Regions from separate parts of the Nothobranchius furzeri genome. Here region 1 is linked to region 2. A link is a contact called in public Micro-C data. All regions are on one chromosome and are shown on one strand. Each heading gives the region's core, a stretch centred on a gene start, on an enhancer-like site or on the middle of the called end of the contact. The rest is flanking DNA. Distances are from core to core; before and after follow the strand shown.

What was found. Hi-C and Micro-C count contacts between places; a contact is called where the count stands out from the background.
Region 1: a contact with region 2 is called in a Micro-C map of tail fin, with 19 times the contacts expected there. The contact joins the promoter of ankrd11 here to the enhancer-like site in region 2. A contact is called at or near these places in 2 of 2 Hi-C or Micro-C datasets (skeletal muscle and tail fin).

Annotation. Positions count from the first base shown.
Region 1 is chr9:64,820,186-64,824,653 of NfurGRZ-RIMD1, reverse strand. It overlaps ankrd11 (ankyrin repeat domain 11), which reads left to right and starts at 1,431. Exons shown (of 14, transcript XM_015953336.3): 1 at 1,431-1,659.
Region 2 is chr9:64,649,739-64,654,443 of NfurGRZ-RIMD1, reverse strand. It overlaps ankrd11 (ankyrin repeat domain 11), which reads left to right. Exons shown (of 14, transcript XM_015953336.3): 5 at 3,083-3,247; 6 at 4,165-4,365; 7 at 4,489-4,631. Among protein-coding and RNA genes, the nearest start is that of slc22a31, 26 kb to the right of the region's middle. Within about 2 kb of position 1,368, at least 1 of the 3 cell types and tissues checked has an H3K27ac peak or open chromatin away from gene starts, as enhancers often do. A contact at or near this core is called in tail fin, where this site is marked.

The DNA of each region.
Region 1 (4,468 bases), core at 182-2,681, 170 kb before region 2:
CATATTGGTACCAAGAGCTAAAAAACGTGAAAAATTATTCGTGTGTAAGTTTGAGTGTTTGCTATTATTACACAAATAGCAAACAAATAGCACGAAAAAAGCAATATTTTAAACTCCATCATTTAAAAGTGAATATCTTAGAATAATTATCTATATCGATGAAAGGTGTTGATTTACAACCATCCACCAGATGGCGACCTTGTTCAAGAATACTCTATGGATCGCTTGAACCAGAGAAATAATGTAAATGCGCGTTTGTCTTCATTTACACAAATGAGTGGATTTTATTATTTTTATGTGTTTTATTTGTTAATTTCTAAAAAATATATGTTGTTCTAAATTATTATAACACTACTTAAGTTTTACGACGACACTCCTCTTCAGTAGCTACAGTCGGGTAATTTAGCTTATAACGTGTTTAGTACCCAGAAAACATAAACTAATGTTTTATTTCCCACCGCGGTTGTAAACAACTACATAGTCCAATGACACACGTACGGGTCAGTGTGAATGGCATGTGAAAACCCAATAAGTAGAGAGACGTTTTCCTCGAACCAATAGGATTTCTCGTATCATCCCTTTGCGGATACGTTCAATTTTGCACCGGAACGCTCCGTTTATCCGCTAACTTCATCTCCTAAACACAAACTCTTGTAAAGCGACAAGATTGTGCCATTTATCAGAGCGCTGCTTAGATCATTTCTTTTGGGATAGGAAATCTAAGACTAAAAAGTGCTTTTTTGCATTTGAAAGAAATATAAATTGAAAGATCACATAAGAATTTAACAAATTATTGCTACTTCTTTAGAAATTGTATTGCTACTTTTTTTTTAGAAATTGTATTGTTTCAACTTCTTAAGTGCATAAAAATTTGAATGATGCCACGTTCACAATATTCTGATTTACGTTTTAAAAAGAAAAACAACAACAGTATGGATGTCGAAGGATATTAAAACGAGTTCACCCAGTGCCCGAACTCCATTTCCTTTTCTTACTCCTCCAACTGCATAATGGAGAGTTGTCTCTTGTGCTGGAAACTACGACGGGGTTTCAGCCATATTGGTGCAGTGATGGGGTTTACTGTAACAAGAGGCTGACGTACTGTGAAGATCCAAAATGGCGTCAGATTCCTCGCGCTTGAAAGGTTTCCGCCCCCAGCGTGTGAGCCAATCAGAAAACTCCTTTCATCCCGGATGCATTTCCGCTTCAAGCGTCTACACAACTGAAGTCAAAGGCCGATCGAAAACCGCTCGAATGGGTTGGCGGAGAGGATTAAAGCGAAACAAAAATATGATATTTTGATGCTTCACGTTTTCCCAAACAAGCTTGACTTTGCGCCTATGGACTCCGAATGGTGCTTAGACTGCGACGAAGACGCAGTAGCGACGCTGTAAACTATTTTTTTGGCGGATATTCTAGTCTCCTTTTCTGTGGACGTCTGTTTGTTGGGTCTACACGGTTTTAACAAGCTAGCGCTAGCCTCGGCTCTGGCGAGCTGCTTTTAGCTGCAATGGTCGTCGCAAGCTTATGCGGATGTCTCCGGAATTTATATTGAGCCGACTGCAACAAATGGGACTATCCAGCACCAGTCGAAAACGTTGCGGCATCGACTAAACATTAACGATTCTAATAAAAATTGGAAGTAGTTGGGATTAAGAGGTAAGTCTCACGTTACTGTTTCTGCTTGGCTAACATGTTAACAACAACAAACCGCTGCTGTTGCCCACGGTTCAACTCTGGTTGTATGTTGCGACAAAGGTCAACTTTGTTTCTCATAACCTTTTATTGGCGTTATCACTGGAAATGGACGTCGACGTGGTTATATAATGGCTATTTTTTTGTTAAACAACCTTCTTAAACGATCTTTTATGAAACTGAAGTCAAAAAGTTTGAAATATTGATCAATATTTTATTACAAATTACATTTAGTTGTAGTATTTAAGGTTATTTGAAGGTACGCAGTTGGACCATTGGCTGTGCGTGATAGTACAAGAACGTTGATGCTTTACAATTAAATATAAATATACTGAAGGGGCAGCTGGTGATTTACACGGGAAATGCGTTCATTTTGGATTGAACGTGAGTTTCTGAGCGCTTGTTTTGGATTAATTCACCCCACTTGTCTTTGGAAACACTACATTTTGCTTTCACTATAGGGGCATTTCCATTCCCCCAAGAATAATTAACATTACAATATTCCTCTAGGGAGTGCACCCAATAGCATCCTGATGTTGACCCATTTTAAATGGCTGACTGGCACTTAGCTCATTTGGAGTTGATCCAACACACTACTCACCTTAGATTATGTTTAAACTAAACATTTTATAATCCTAGCATGTTGCATGAAGTCTTTCATGATTAGTTTAAATCCAAGATTTTAGGCTGGCTCTGAATTAGATCCTCAGAGCCAAAGGCAACGAAAGTCCGTTTGTTTTAAAAGAGTTGTTGGCGAGACCATTTTGAAGCGTTCACTTGCTACCCGGAATTACCTGTTTTATGGGTGCCTGTGTATCTGTCTATCTGAACACGTGTGACTGAAGTAAATGGGTAGGTTTGGTAGTGTGCATGTTTAAAATAAAATGTGAAAGAGTTGGTGGGATTTAAGGTAAGCTCCAGTAGAAGTGGAATATGGAGGAGAAGCTTTCCACTTTGGTGCAGTACCAATGATGAGAAAAACACTGCAGTGCTGCTGGTGGTGTTTTCCTCCAAGCCACAGTGTGTTGTAGCTTGTAGGGGCGCTCATGTTGACTACACTGCAGATGCAGTGATGTATATCTGTTTATTTTAAGCTTGGGTTCCATTCTCTCTATTTTTTATGTCTGTGATACATTTAAAGGCTCAGTGCCAATAACATCTATTCACATATTCAGTTACTTTTGATGTGTATAAATAACAGAATGATATTTTTGCTACTTTGTAAATAGTCATATTTATTACATGTCCATTGTCTGTGGATCTAGTTTCTCATTAACTTAAAATATGTATCCAATTGTTATTCATCCACTTGTGCTCTCTGATTGGTACATTTTAAATATATATATATATATATTCATGGGCTAATTATTGGTTAGCTATTGGACTTTTCCAATCCGTATGCCTCATCCGGTTCCCATTAGTGCTGGTGAGATTTGGCTCCTGTTCCCATAAGTGGTACCAGAGAAACATGGCATACCCTCTGTCTGCAACAGGAAATTGAGCCCTGCTGGGGTTAGAAAGGTCATTAGCCCAAGAAAGAGAGGCTGGCTGCTTTTCTGTGAAACCGCTCTTCTGGCTATCAGCAGATGTTGTCTTACAACTCTGTAGACTCTGTTAATGTCTGTTCAACCAGCGTGTAACGCATTTTTTCAGGCTCTGTTTTGTAAATATGACTTTAGTTTCCTTCATTGATCTCCTTAAAACTGTTTGTCTTTATTAAGTAGAACGCTGCATGTTTTCTGCTCGTTAGATTGCTGAGATGAGCCACAAAGCAGTGCTTTATTGTACATGCCTAATAAAAGTGAAACCAGGAAAATATGGCCATCTTGGTTGTCTTTTCCATCAGTGGGGTTGTGTGAGAGTTGCTGTTACACTGAAAAGCTAAACCAAATACAGGGTTGTCATCCGGAGAGTGGTGCTGAAAGGGTTGGAAGACGTTTTTCAGCACTGCAGTATAGGGCTGCAGCTATCTTTATAATGTTAAAAATGGAGTAAAAATAAGGAAACACTGTGTTTATTCCGTTATTTCTTTATTTAAAAATGTTTTTGGGTAATACAGCTTACATTATTGGAAAGCTTGATTTGCCACCTTTACTTTGAGGTATAACTTGTAAGGATTATGTACAATTGTTGAGCCTGATTTGTACTTCTCTGTCAGCTCTGCAATGGAGAAACGTACACACACAGTGCTTTTCTGTGGCATCACGCCACCATAACACTCATGTATCCACACCTCTTCATGCCAGCTCTAAGCCCATGCTTCTGTTATTTCTGTCCACGAATAAAACGTTTGCATCGTATTTTTGTACCCCTTCAGCCACAGGTGAATAAGGTTCATATTTTCAGACGTTTTCCTGTGAGGTGTTCTTCAGTCTGTTCCGTGTTTGCCGCTAAATATCTTTTTACTTTTTGACAAGGCAATGGTGGTGCTGTTGACAAACTTATAGGAAAAGGCATCCTGACCAATCACAAGCTTGCGGTCTCTGTCACTTTCATCCGATGTTTAAAGTTTTGGGCATGTCTCCGTCAGCCTCGGTGAGCCTGACTCATAAAAGCATTGCGTGTCTCAGCACAGGCACAGACGGAGAAGTATAAATCAGGCTTTGGGAGCAATGCATCTACACGTGGGTAGATCCCCAGAAAAGTCTGACAACATTCACTCCTGTTCTGATGTTTGCCCTTTCCCACAATAATAAGGAAAATCAACACATATTGACTGTTTTTGCAATATAAATTTTATAGAACCCCAGTTGCATGTGAAATATCCATATGC
Region 2 (4,705 bases), core at 119-2,618:
CTGCCATTAAACAAAATTCCCTCTTAGAGCCTGCCCTTTACATTTGATGTGTCACCTTCTCCTTGGCTCAGGTGGTCAGTCTATTCACAGGGTGACCGTCCATAGCTAGCTTGTGTTTCCCATCTATTCTCCCTTTCTCTTATCTTCTTAATCAAGTTTCAAGTATAAGAAGAGTACGGTTACAACCCTATCTTCAAAGTGAGTAATATCACTTTACTGAGACACATAAAAGCAGGGTTCCTCGGACATTCAACAGGGAGGGACACAGTGGAAACAGTAGCAAAATGTCAAGTTTATCGAGCTTTTTGTTATTTTAGCCTTTAAAGTTATTCTGTCTTTTTATTCTTACAGGATCAGTGTCATCTTTTTTGGATTAAGAATTTCTAATTATTCGTTTTTGGGGCTAGCTGGTGAAGCTAGTTGGTTTAAATTCATAATAATACCCTCTTGATGCCCAGTAATAATAAGGGAAATGTCACTGTGTTCTGTACCAGATCCATATGGTGTAGACGATCATGTTGGTGTTCTGCCCCTGATGATGAGTCCTGTATTAGAGACTGACTCAAACATTGTTAAGCCACATATCCTTTATACGACTGCATCCTGCTTCCCTGTCTTGTAAACATAGCGTGGAAACGCTAGCTTTGCAGTTTTCTGTTCTGCTGCACAAAAAAACATGTTGAACTGCTTCTGTGGTTCCCGCTGTTTTTACAGAAGGAATGTCTCTAATGGTGAATGCTTGGGAGAACGTGAGAGTGTATCAAAGAGTGCTGAAGGGCGCATTAACTATAAGTGTTCACAGATGTTGGTGAAAGTTTATCTTCTCTGTACATGTGACTGGAAAAATAGTTTCCTGGAAATCCTTTATGCACCGGAAGCGGGAGCCTCAGTGCTCGCTTCTTGCCTTGTTTACTTGTCTGTTTGTGGCCTCGAGCTTCGCATGCAGTCTTGGAGTGAGAGAAATCCCACAGAAATCAGGCTCAGACACATCCGCCGCTGCTCTGAGCTCGAAGGTTCAAACAAGCACTTTAAAAGGGTTTCTTTGTGTTTGGGGGGGTCGTATTGCTGTGAGAGTTTGCTGTTAGCAGTGGGGCTCATCTGGTTAAATAAAGGGTAAATAAAAATAAATAAACTTCATTCTCAGTCATGAAGTGTTGTACTCATGTGCAGCTTTACCCTTTCTATGGGTCATCAGATGGTATGTTACCACTGAAAATAATTGCTGGGTGTGTCTGTGGAGCAGCTGCTTTTGTCCAGTGGCACTGCGTCTCCAGTAATCCTGGCAGGCAGTGGTGACCTTGGCAAGGCCATGTTGAACTGAAATATATACCAGCTATTTCGTAATAACAGCAGTTCTGCCAAGTCACACACCCCCCCCCCCCCCCTCCCCCCTTTACAATTTTGGCTGATTGGCTTGGAAACGAGCAGACATAAACACTGCCTGCTGGCCCTCCCTTTCTTCAGGGGCTGCTGGGTAATGACACAAAGGGGACCCACCGCTACCTACAAACCACTCGCACACTATGCTGCTGTTTGTTTGTTTTGTCTCTAGTCTAGCTGAAAGGCATTTAAATTGAAACACAGTTGCAGTGGAAATGTCTTTTAAAAATTGTAGAAACAGTTTTAGTCGTACTCTTTTAGAGTGCAAAACCAGTGTGAGCTTTAAACATCCAGCTTATTCTGTTTGGTCTCATGTTGTATTTTAGCACAACCCAATTACAAATAAAGCTGCTCCCATGTTTGTATTTTTGTATCTGCAATCCCATTAGAGTGTGGAACAAGGGACTGAAATGTGGCCTGCTAAAAGCTACTTGTTAGCCAGTATCTACTGAGTTTGTGTGACAGTGTCTGAATTGGTGTTTATAATGACCGTGTTTTCATTTCACTTTTTATTCATGTTTAAATTTATGTCTGATAGAGAAATGTAGTTTACTTGTTCTCCTTTAACATTTAGTCTGTAACTCAAACAAAGCTGCTGGGTTTGTGATATTGGAGGGGTGAGCGATGCTGCAGCTCTCCAGCTTGGCTCTCAAATGCAGAACAAAGGTGGGGGTGAATAAGAGGATGGGTAAAAGCACTCTGTAGGTTTACATGACGTAGGGAGATATCAAGTGATTGCATTAGTGTGACATTACCTGGACTTTTAAAATGCACGTAAACATTTTAGTCTGAGATTGTGCTGAATTGAATTAGTCAAAGTCAGACTAACACACCCAAATAATGCAGTTAGAAGTGGAATTATTCCTGCATGTGTGTATGTTCATTCATAGTCAGACTGACCCAGATGCTCTGAGCATGCTCCACTGATCCTGCCATAAGCTTTGACCCAATATCACAAACAACATGGAAAATCCCAAAAGCACTCTTTACTTACTCTTAGTGAAGAGTTGTGAAGTGGTTTCCAATTCAGCCCTCAATGGTTTCTGTCATTCTGGCTTTTAGAAAAAGCATTTTATTATATACGATTAGGCGGAAAAGAGAAAAGGGTAGTTGGACATATTATAGTAAGGGAAGGAATTCTTCTTGTGCACTTGTACTTTTAGCTACAGCGTAGTTTTATAAAGCTAAATGAGCCCAGATCTGTCTTAACCATATATTCTTACCACAGATTGATGTTAGAGTTTTATCAAAATAAATCTTAACAAGAATGATTGGGTGATTGTCTACATTTTAAGTCTGTTAAACAGCTGTTTTGGGCTATTATTTAGGTAGTTTTGTTGCACATCCTTAAAAACACATGCTAGACTGAGATCAGTCTGGATGCAGTAGCAAATACTCAGCCACGGTGCAGTAAAAAATCATCTGTAGTTAGTGCACATAATCATAGGTAAGAAAACCACAAATGGAATGCTAATTTATTCCTCCTCTTAATGCGTGTCCATGTATTAATGCATGCAGTTTAGACATATATTGTGTTTGAAGGGTTTTGTTGGGGTAATTTTAGCAGCACTTGTATTTTTCACTATTTCCTTAAAGTTTAGGGAATTGATCATATTTTGTGACTGTGAATACACACATCTACTGTACATGTGCGTCACACTAAAATGTATTTGTTGCATTTCTGTTCTTGCTTGTGTGACAGAGAAACCAGGTCCAGAGAGGAAGCGCATTAAAAAGGAGCCCACTAACACCCGGAAGGCGTTTGGAATCGGGATGCCGGGGATCCGGACTGGGTACCCCGTCTCTGAGCGGCAGCAGGTGGCCTTGCTCATGCAAATGACAGCTGCGAAGTCTGTCAACAGTCCAGGTGCGTGCTTATCATTTAGGCCACGTCTTCCATGGACCGGTGGCGGAAAAGAAAAAGAAGAGGATGGGATAGAGCTTTATATGTAGACCGTGTTTGTGGGAGAGCAGTTTGCGTAGGTGGATGACAAGTGAACCAGATGGGGGATGAGTCACGAGTCTTTATGTTTTTGTTTATTTTGTGGATCTTGATTATTTAGCCTGCTGATTTTTGCCTATTTTCTAGTCAGTTCTTGGCATCGAGTGTCTTGCAACACATTATTTCTTGTCAAAAGAAAAAATTAAACATTCTGTCCGTTAATCTCAAATCCAGCATGTACGGAAATTAAATCAACTGCGCTGTTAGCATTACCGAGAGTGCAATCTAGCCTAAATAACTGCAGACCGCCAAACACACAAAATGTGCAAACATTTAATTGTTTACTTCTCCTTTCAGCTGAGAAATAAATAAAAAAAATACAATTATTTAGATTCACTGTATTCTCTGTAATTTGTAATTGTATTAATTGCTTATATTCACATTATTATTCAGGTTTATTTTATTTATTTGTGTTGAGATTTAGGTTGAAGTAAATTAGTGAGGCTCTGCCTTTTATTTATATGTTAATTCCTTTCTTGCATGCCTGCAGTCATGGACTTAGATTAAGTGAATGTGTTTCAAATATCATTTTAGACAACAGCTGTACAAACTCAATAATGTAAATGTGATAAAGACTTGAGTTTTAAATGTGATGAAAAAGACTGACGTAAAAAATAGGCCCAGTCACTCAGATACTGACTGGTGGAGTGTGAGTGCCCCCTTCTGGCTTTGTGCAGGTCAAACACAGCAGAAGTCGAAAATACTGGAATAATTACAGCATATTAATGAAATTCTAGAGACAGTTCTGGAGTTCAAGTGAAACATCCATCTTCTGCCTGCAGACTCAACACCAAAGCATCAGTCGCAGTCCTGTCTGGGTCAGAAGGGAACGCCAAACTCTGCATCTAAAACCAAAGACAAAGTAAATAAAAGGAATGAAAGAGGAGAGACTCGACTGCACAGAGCAGCAATTCGAGGAGAGGTGCGCCGCATCAAGGAGCTCATCAACGAGGGAGCTGATGTGAATGTAAAAGACTTTGCAGGTAAGAAGCTTGTTTTTGCTGCCCTGTGCTTCAACAGCTTGGTAATATGTAAATATTCATGATTTACCAGCGTACACTTCAGAGACATGAGCCATTTGTGTGTGTGTGTGTGTGTGTGTGTAGGCTGGACTGCATTGCACGAGGCATGTAACAGAGGGTATTATGATGTGGCCAAGCAGCTGCTGGCAGCCGGAGCTGAAGTCAACACCAAGGGACTGGATGATGACACTCCTCTGCATGATGCATCCAACAATGGACATTTTAAGGTAAATAATAAACAGAAAGCCATTTTGTGTTCAGATCCAATCAGAACATTCAAAAGTCAAAGAAATGAAGTCAG